Regions from separate parts of the Gossypium hirsutum genome. Here region 2 is linked to region 1. A link is a contact called in public Hi-C data. All regions are on one chromosome and are shown on one strand. The core of a region is the stretch at or near the end of the contact, and the rest is flanking DNA. Distances in the headings are between cores, read along the strand shown. Region 1 holds the start of LOC121203108 (ABC transporter C family member 5). Region 2 overlaps LOC121232334 (phenylacetaldehyde synthase).

The links. Hi-C and Micro-C count contacts between places; a contact is called where the count stands out from the background.
Region 2: a Hi-C map of leaf shows a contact between it and region 1, with 7 times the contacts expected there. The contact joins the enhancer-like site here to the promoter of LOC121203108 in region 1. A contact is called at or near these places in 19 of 34 Hi-C or Micro-C datasets (anther, callus, fibers and 4 more).

Annotation. Positions count from the first base shown.
Region 1 is chrA07:41,449,238-41,453,758 of Gossypium_hirsutum_v2.1, forward strand. LOC121203108 (ABC transporter C family member 5) reads right to left here and starts at 2,289. Exons shown (of 13, transcript XR_001698897.2): 1 at 1,869-2,289; 2 at 1-1,542.
Region 2 is chrA07:41,554,404-41,558,804 of Gossypium_hirsutum_v2.1, forward strand. LOC121232334 (phenylacetaldehyde synthase) reads right to left here. Exons shown (of 13, transcript XM_041118093.1): 12 at 4,200-4,337; 13 at 3,577-4,022. The coding sequence ends at 4,008. Among protein-coding and RNA genes, the nearest start is that of LOC121232333, 8.3 kb to the left of the region's middle. Within about 2 kb of position 3,123, at least 5 of the 9 cell types and tissues checked have an H3K27ac peak or open chromatin away from gene starts, as enhancers often do. A contact at or near this core is called in fibers, hypocotyl and leaf, where this site is marked.

The DNA of each region.
Region 1 (4,521 bases), core at 1,039-3,538:
ATTTTTATATAATATTGCGAGAGCAAGAATTATTTGCAAAGGAAGCATCCAAATGTCATGGAGATACCAAGAATAGTCCCCCACTCTTTGAACATCAACTGCCATGTAATTAACAATTTCTCCACTAGTATGACTTTGTTTAGCCAAGCTTGAGAGCTTCAGCCCCTTCCGATACACCATTGCTGTCAGAGCTGATCTAACATGCATACCCAAAATGTCAACCCCAAGATACCACTGCCTGGTTGTTAGTGTCTCTAAGAGCTTCGATACAAAAAATATTCCAGCAAGCACATAACCTTCATGAGGAAAGGTCTCTTTCCCTCCCAGATAATCAACAAAGTAACTTATCATATACGGACCCACATAGGAAACGAGCGTGTTCAACAAAGCAAAGACAGCATTACCAGCTGCTTCCTTCCAGAATGACCTCAAAATCGCCCAAGCCAAAGAAGGTTGATTTGATAGGTTTTCGGCCTTCATTTTTTCCCAATTTGAATTTACAACCTTGTAATTTGTCTTGGAACGGTCTTTCGGTGCAAGAAGGGGAATATCTTTAAGCTCAAGTGGTCTCTTGGCGCCAATTGAAAGAAGTGGATTTAGCCAAGAAAGTATAGCCAAACTGAAGAGCCCAGCATCAGTATAAGGAGTTACCTTAAGACATCCTGCCTCATCTTCAAGCAATGGCTCCTGAAGGTCGGAGTTTCTATACAATTCTATACCGGTTGCACCTCTAATTGCAACAAAGCAAAGAAATGCAAGAGCGGGTGTTACAACAAATTTGGCGACAACATGGGAAGTCAAGTGGTTCGAACCATACACTAAAAGTGATTTTCCATCGACATACAAGGTACAGATGCAAATCACAAAAGAAATAAACCACCATACCCTCAACAACAATGGGAATTTCTCGAGCACCTTAAACTTACAATGAAGAGCTAAAAAACTCAATACAAACCAAGCTAAACCTTGAACAGCAGGCAAGGCAATAACAGACCAAACCACAACCTTCCCATCAACAGCCTCTCTTATCAAACCAAATCCATCAAATCCCAGCACCACAACTTGCACAAGCAGCACATAGAAACTACAACATACAGAGAATTTAAACCCAGTGCCGACAACAACATCTCCAACTTCAGCATCACCACTAATGCTTCTCCTAATTGGGCTTGAATTCCCAACAGAATCATCCTTAAGAAATCGAGTTCGACCGACACAGACAAGTATTTTCCTTGCAGATATTGTGAAAAGGAACACCAGGAGAAGTGTGAGATCGATGCAAATGGAGGATAGTTCCAAAATGGGCAAACCTTGCATCGTCCCCGCAAGGGAAAAATGTGGTTGTTGTCCGGCGGATGCTGGTGAAGAAGAAGAATGAGTCGCAATGCTATTGAGCAAACGAGTGAATCCCATTGTTGAAAAGGGTGAGTTTCGTGTGAAAGAGAGACCCAAAAAACAAGCTGAGTAGGCGGCTTTGTCGATGATGTCGATGAATCAAGTACGAAGTGAGATCAAATCGTGTGAAGAAGGGCATCTCACCAACTGAAAGCAATGAAAGAGGCAAAACCACAACAACAAAAGGGTTATTTAGAGATAGAATCTACAGACTTACACATGAAAACAAATAGATTCTTTATAACACGGATAACGAAGACTGAAAACACAAACAGAAATGATTCCTTTTATTTCCACAAACTCATAGACACACACACTCTCTCTCTCTTTCGTGTCTCTCTATATGAGATATCTGGTGGAGAGACCCGAAGGAGACAAATAAAGGGACCAAAAATCAAAAGCAAAAAAAGAAAAGAAAAGAAATGAAAGAAAAAAACCCATATCTGAAACAAAAATATTAAATAAAACTGAACCTGGGTTTTTGTCCTCTGATCAACCTGAACAAGATGTCCCGACTCTCTCCTCTTTTTATTCCCAAAAAAGAAACAAACCCTTTTTTTGTGATATACAAAAGGAGTACCACTCCTACACCAGCATTCCAAAATACAGACGAATCGTCTTTGAATTGAATTAGATGCTGAGCAGCCTAAACCCAATAAGCCTATAAGCATGTAGAACGTAAACAAGCAAAGAAAAAGAAATATAAAACCTATATGAAATGTGTGTGTTAATATATAATATATGAAGAGAAAGAGAGAGAGAGAAATGGTTCCAGTGTCTCCCTCTTTTTTAAAGAGAAAATGTCGTGTTTTTTTATCTTTAAGCTCTGCAAAAAAGTCGTAATCGCCGTGTGTGAAAGTATGGGAGGTCTCTTTCTACAAAAATGAAGGATCTGTTTTAGTTATTAAGGCTTCTAATTTCTAGTTTTGTTGTTTTTACAAATTAATATATAATAATTAATAATTAATTGATTATAAAAAATGCCCACATTTTGATGTGTTGATGAGATCATGAAAAGGTTCTTCTCCTATAATGTCTTAATAAAGAAAACATTACTCATTAGATCATCTTTTTCTTTTCACCGTTACTCTGTGTTTTTGAGAAATTAACATAAAAAATAAAGGGGTTTTTGTTTGTTTCCACTTTTTCATTTGTGTTTGAGGTGGTGATGTGGTGGCAATGGCGGTGGGGCTGGTTTCATTTTTAAATCTCATTTTTATTTTATTTTATTTTATTTTGGATAAATTTTAAAGTTAATATATAATTTTATATGTAATACTTTATTTAATTCAATTCTTACCAAATATAATTATTGATATAACATCATTTTATACTTATATATTATCAAAATATAATAAATTAATGTATTTATTTTTTCAAATATATATGATTGAATCAAAATTAAAGTTTTATGTATACTTGAACTAGATTCAAAATTTCATATATATAATTGCTCCAAATTAAAATTTATGTATCAAATTACATATTGAATTAAAATTTATGTATAATTTTGAGATTTATCTTTTTAATTTTTATAACGATTTTTATCAATTTGACTTTTATTCTTTTTTCAAGTTAAATTTGGTCATCAAATTTTTTTAAAAAATCAAAATTGACTATTAATCTTCTTTTTTAAAGAGTTGTTATAGTTATATATGCTATGAATTTTAGTCTATAAATAGACCTTAGTTACTCTAGATTTTACACAATAAAAATAATTTAGATTGAGAAAATTTTGTTATGGTGATTCGGATTTTTCTTTTAATTCTCTCCATCTTTTGTACTATCTTTTTATTTGTTGTTTTTTATTCTCACATAAAATTTACATGATTGACATTTTCGATCCTTATTTTATTCACTTCGTTGATTGTTTAATCGGGTCTATCCCCTACAATTATAATGCCTTAAATTATTTAAAATTACAATCAAATCAATTATTAATAAAATAATTAAGGTTCCCGCATCGATCTCAAAATTCTTAAAATCAGGAGTTTAGGACTAAATTATTTGATTGGAATGGGATTGATCATCATCTTTGGCTTAGAATCAAAGAGTTTTCCTAGGATTAACGAGCAAGAAAAGGAGGCTTTGGGGGGTAATGATGCTTTAAATTTCTAAATTAAAGTAAAAAAAACAAAGATTATTACCCAACTCCGCTCCCCACTTAAGCAGTCGAGTCGGGTACATGGGACCAAACTGTAAACCTTAGCGTCCTTTTTTCTGCCACACACCACTTTTCGCATTTCCTTTGGCAGTTTCCTAAGGAAAAGAGAATGATGAAAAAAAGTTTTTGTTTGTTTCTCAGGAAAATAGCACATGTGGTGGATTCTGGAAGGGCTTGTCTTCACCCTTCATTTCATCACATTTTCTTTTTAAGAATTTAATATAAATAAATAAATTATTTTCTCTTTCTCATTTTGCTAAAAGTTAGCATTTAGCACGGTAGTTTTAGTTTACTCTAAACCAAAAAAAGTAAATGTCATTACTCTTTAATTTAATGATTTTGGCATAAATAAGCTTTGGTTTTGAAATTCACTTTTAAATTTTAATAATTTTAAATATAAAGCAAAAATATGATTATTTAATATATATATATATATATAATACTTTAAACACAATTAATACCAAGTATACTGGTAATATATTTTTTTATTCTATAAGCAATTTTAAAGAATTATTATATATCTCTTTTTTTTTCAAAATACTTTTTAATATTAAATTATACTCTTATAGAGCACTTGTCAACCCTTAACTGTGCTTGAGGAGTCTAAAAAGTTCAGTGGCAATGTACCATTGTAATTACACAATGATAGCATGTTTGGATAACCATTGTAATTAATGAGTCTCACCGAATTTGGTGTAATTGAAGTATCCTAATTACACTTTTCAATTCTTAAGAGTTTGTGAGAATTGGAGTAATTACGTAACAAATTTAATTTTAAAAAAATTATTTTTATACAAGTTATAAAAAAATTATACTATAAGTAGGAACATTTATAAATGTTTGGGATGGTTATGATAAAAAAATTCTTATATTATAAAAATAATTTGTGTAGCTTAAAAAATTCTAAAGTTCGGGTCTAAAATAATATATTTATTTATAAAAAAAATTATGACAATTTGTTT
Region 2 (4,401 bases), core at 1,873-4,372, 110 kb after region 1:
TAATTTTCATACAATGAACATTCAAATCATATTCACATCAATAACATACAATCTCAAGCATTTAAGAATATAATTCAAGTTACACGAACTTACCTTGATACTTGTTCGTGTACAAAAATCTACTAATCCTAAACTTTTTCCTTTCCTCGATCTAGCTTCGTATTTGAATCTTCTAGATTTGGTGCAAAAATCATGAAATACCAACTTAGAGAACTCTCCTATGGCATTTTTAGCTGTTGGAATTGAAGAGAAATGAAGAGAAATCTAGATATTTCCTATTTAGTCCTAGCTTTATTTAGTTAACTTTGCAATATTCCAATTTTTCCCTTAATTTATCAATTTTCCTGCTGATTTCATACCCTTGCCGTCCAGCCCAAATAAATTTTGGGTCTAATTGCCTTTTAAATTCTTTCTCATTAGACTCTTAAGCTATTTAATCATTCTAGCAACTTTTACACCTCTTACAATTTAGTCCTTTTCATTTAATTGACTACCCAAACATTAAAATTTCCCAACGAAATTTTAATGCCACATTACTAACATTTCATAAATATTTTCATACGATTTTCCTATCATATCAATTTTCATGCAAAAATATTGAAATAAATTTCTCTTTAAATCAGATTTGTGGTTACGAAACCACTGTTCCGATAACTTTGAATTTGGGCCATTATAGTTGATCATATTCATTGAATTAGGCTATAATTATCAAAAATTACAAATTTAAGATAGCAGGGACATTGAATATTTTTATATAACAAATAAAAAAATTTGGCTCATATTTTAATTTCCTTTTTCGATGAAAATAATAATAATAAATCTTAAAATGATTAGTTTTCATAGATCATAAAACGGACATGACAGATACCTTAAGTACACTAAAAAAATATTACTTTCATTTTTCAAGCATTGTATAATATATATTAGTAAATGTTAACCAACTTCATTGTTATAAAATATGTTATGAGCTTAAAAATAAATTTAAAAAAAAAATCATAGTTACTTACATTTACCATTAAACTATATCCAAATTCTCATATTGATTTAAAAGGTTTAGTATTAAACATTATACAGATTATTAATTGTCTCAATTTATTTAAAAATAATACCAGCCAATAAAAACGTAATAATGGCACATTATTATTAAACATACATTGTTTTTTATAAAATGAGACAAAATTAATAGTTTAAATATCATTTCTAACGAAAAATACTTTACATACTAATTTGAAAATCATGATGTAATTTATGGGCCAATTTACTAATAAATTAAAATTTTATTATTAAAATTATCTTAAATAATTTAAATATAAATTATTGTTATAAAAAATAAAGAATTATAAATCACATCAACTTATAATTTTTTGTACAAATAGACTAATAGAATTGATATATGCAAAGAAAGGTATATATTCTCATGTATTCTTAAAAATTCACCACTGACACTTTGATCATGTTAGCAAAAGTTGGTATTGAAATTTTGAAGGTCAAAGTCCAAGTCTCATTGTGTATAACTCATTTATAAATTCTCCTCTAAATTTATTTTGATTAGTTAATTTGTACTAAATTATTAAATTTTATTGTTATTTTCTTACAAAAAAAATTTAATATAAGGATAGATACCAAAACTATACATGAACTATGGTTTAATGTGCAAGTGTATACATGAACTTTGATTTTGTGCAATTTTATCCATGAAATTTTAATTTGATCCAATTCTTATAAATTATTAACACAATTATTGATATAATATCATTTTATGTTTACATATTACATACATAAATAATTATATTTATCAAATATAAAAATAAATTAATATATTTATTTATTTAAATGTATATGATTAAATCAAAATTGATGTATAATTTTAAATTTTAACCTTCTAATGTATAATCAAATTAAGCAACGTGCGGTAATAGTCTTAGGAAGATAATATCAAAATACACTCTCCAATTACATAAAATTGGTCTTAAATAACACCTTTCCAATAAGGCACCTTTACAATGAGAATCCAACCATGAAAAATGTACGTAACCTAGGTCCATTAATTACTTCTTTGCACCAATATCCTTTTCTTCTCTTCCTTACCCAAACTTTATATCAAAAAATATAATCCCAAAATTCTTAAAAAATACAAATGTAATTGAAATATTTACTTGGGAAAGCCTTTTATATGAATTAAAAATATTATCACATCAATATAAGTGTGTGTTCAATAAATAATTAAACAAAGGTATGAAATTAATAATAATAACAACATGTATGTAATATGTGTGAAATTTAAACACATAAATACATCAGATAAACAATAGTAAATACATTACGATTATTTATCATAGTTTTGTCATCAATTATGAGTTAGCATTGAGTTGACTTGTAATACCAACTCAATTAACAACATTATTATAAATTGTGCATATGAAAATAGAAATGTATAAAATACATTAAAATGAAGTTTTGTTTGATTGGTAAATTTAAGGTTTTACTAATTTAATTGGCATGACCATATGTATATTTTTATTGGTTATTTTTAAAATAAAAATATTAATATACTCTCAAATAGTTTAACTATAGAAATGGTATTTACGTAATTTTACTAACCAAGTTGATGACCTAATTGAAGGTTTAATAAATCGTATATATATACAACTAACACAGGTAATAAATTGTGCATGTTAAAATTGAAATGTATAAAGCACATTAAAATAACATTTTTGTTAAAGTGATAAATTTAGAGATTTACTATTTCAATTGATGCAAATTTAAATCTCTATATTTTTATTAGTTTTTGTTAAAATGAAAAAACTAACATACTCTCAAATAGTATTAACTTATTTTATCTATAAAAATATATTTTTTATAATTTTAATAATTAAATTAATGATTCAATTAAGAATAACATCAACATAATAAAATAAATGATATAATACATGTAAACACTCCAAAATGTTGATGGAACTTGTAAAAGAAATTTGCAAATCCAATAAAGGCATAGGTTTTTTTTTTTTTTTTGGTTTCCATTGGCATGCATGGCCAACATATCACTTTCTAGGCTTGTGAGTACATAACTTCCCCAAACTCATACATATTCACAAACAGCATCTCTGGGGCCACTCTGTTTTGTCATTTGCTTTGACTTAGATATCATAATTTCTCATTCGCATAATTTGCAATAATTTCTTTCCTCAGAATCATAATGCTTAAGAATCAAAGTATTCTCATACTACCCTTTCATACATATACTGTTTATTTTCTCAACTATTCTATAGTCGTTTACAATAACAAGTATCAATTAGGGAAAAATAAAACTGGGAATCAGATGTAAACATGAAGAAAAAGAAAGCTAGGGATTGATTGGAAGCATGCAACAAATAACCATCTGTATACTTAAAAAATTAAAAATAATTTGACAAATTATAGAAAAACACCCCCAGGATACGAACATAACGTGTCTAATAAGCATGACACGACATGATTGAAAACATGCTTGATGAACATGATATGAAATATGCAGAGAGAAAATTCCCCATGCTTCTATTGTGGAGTGGTGCAAAAAGAAGACAGTAGGTTGTAGTGTTTATTTTCAAATAAGGGGATTCAATTGAAGAACCCTTTTTCTTTCTTTATGGAATGCTGAGCTAGAAGTCCATGGTTGAGGTTGACCCAGCACCCACCCAAACCACAAAAAAACTCAGCCTTCACGGCTACATATTCTGGGTTCTGACTCGGACTGACAATTGGATAATCACAAATGCATCTCGGTGATGTAATATTCAAAGGGGTGTCACTGATAATTAATACAAAGAAAAAAAGCCAACAATTTCAGGAAAAATATATATTATGACAGGATTGCAATAACGGCCTTTTAAGATGGTCATCAATGCATTAAACACAAGAAAATTTTTATCACAAGGATTCTGCTAGTAAGGAAGTGGCCTTGTCTTGCAAAACTTTCCATGCTGCATTCACGTGCTTCTCTTCAGTCAATGGGGCGCCTACTGCAAATCTTAGTATGTATTTACCTGATAAAACCTGCAGTCATCATAACTGATTGATAGATAGTGTGCCTTCCACGTTAAACAAAGACATAAATCCATTTCCCCTTTTTTTCATTATTCCTTTAATATTTCTCGAGAAAGATGTATATTGCAGATTTGAATATATATATATATATATATACTGTAGATGGGCAAGCTTACCGTGTGAGATATGAAGGCACTCCCTGTGGAGTTTACAGCATCTAAAAGTTGATGGTTCAATTTGTTACCATGAGATTCATCGTTGCGAACCGGCAGAAGGCGGAAACAAACTAATGAAAATATCCTGGGGGTGACAACCTGCGCAAATGAATTAAAGCATGTGATCCATCACTAACGTTGCATTTTTGTTTCATTTTTATTA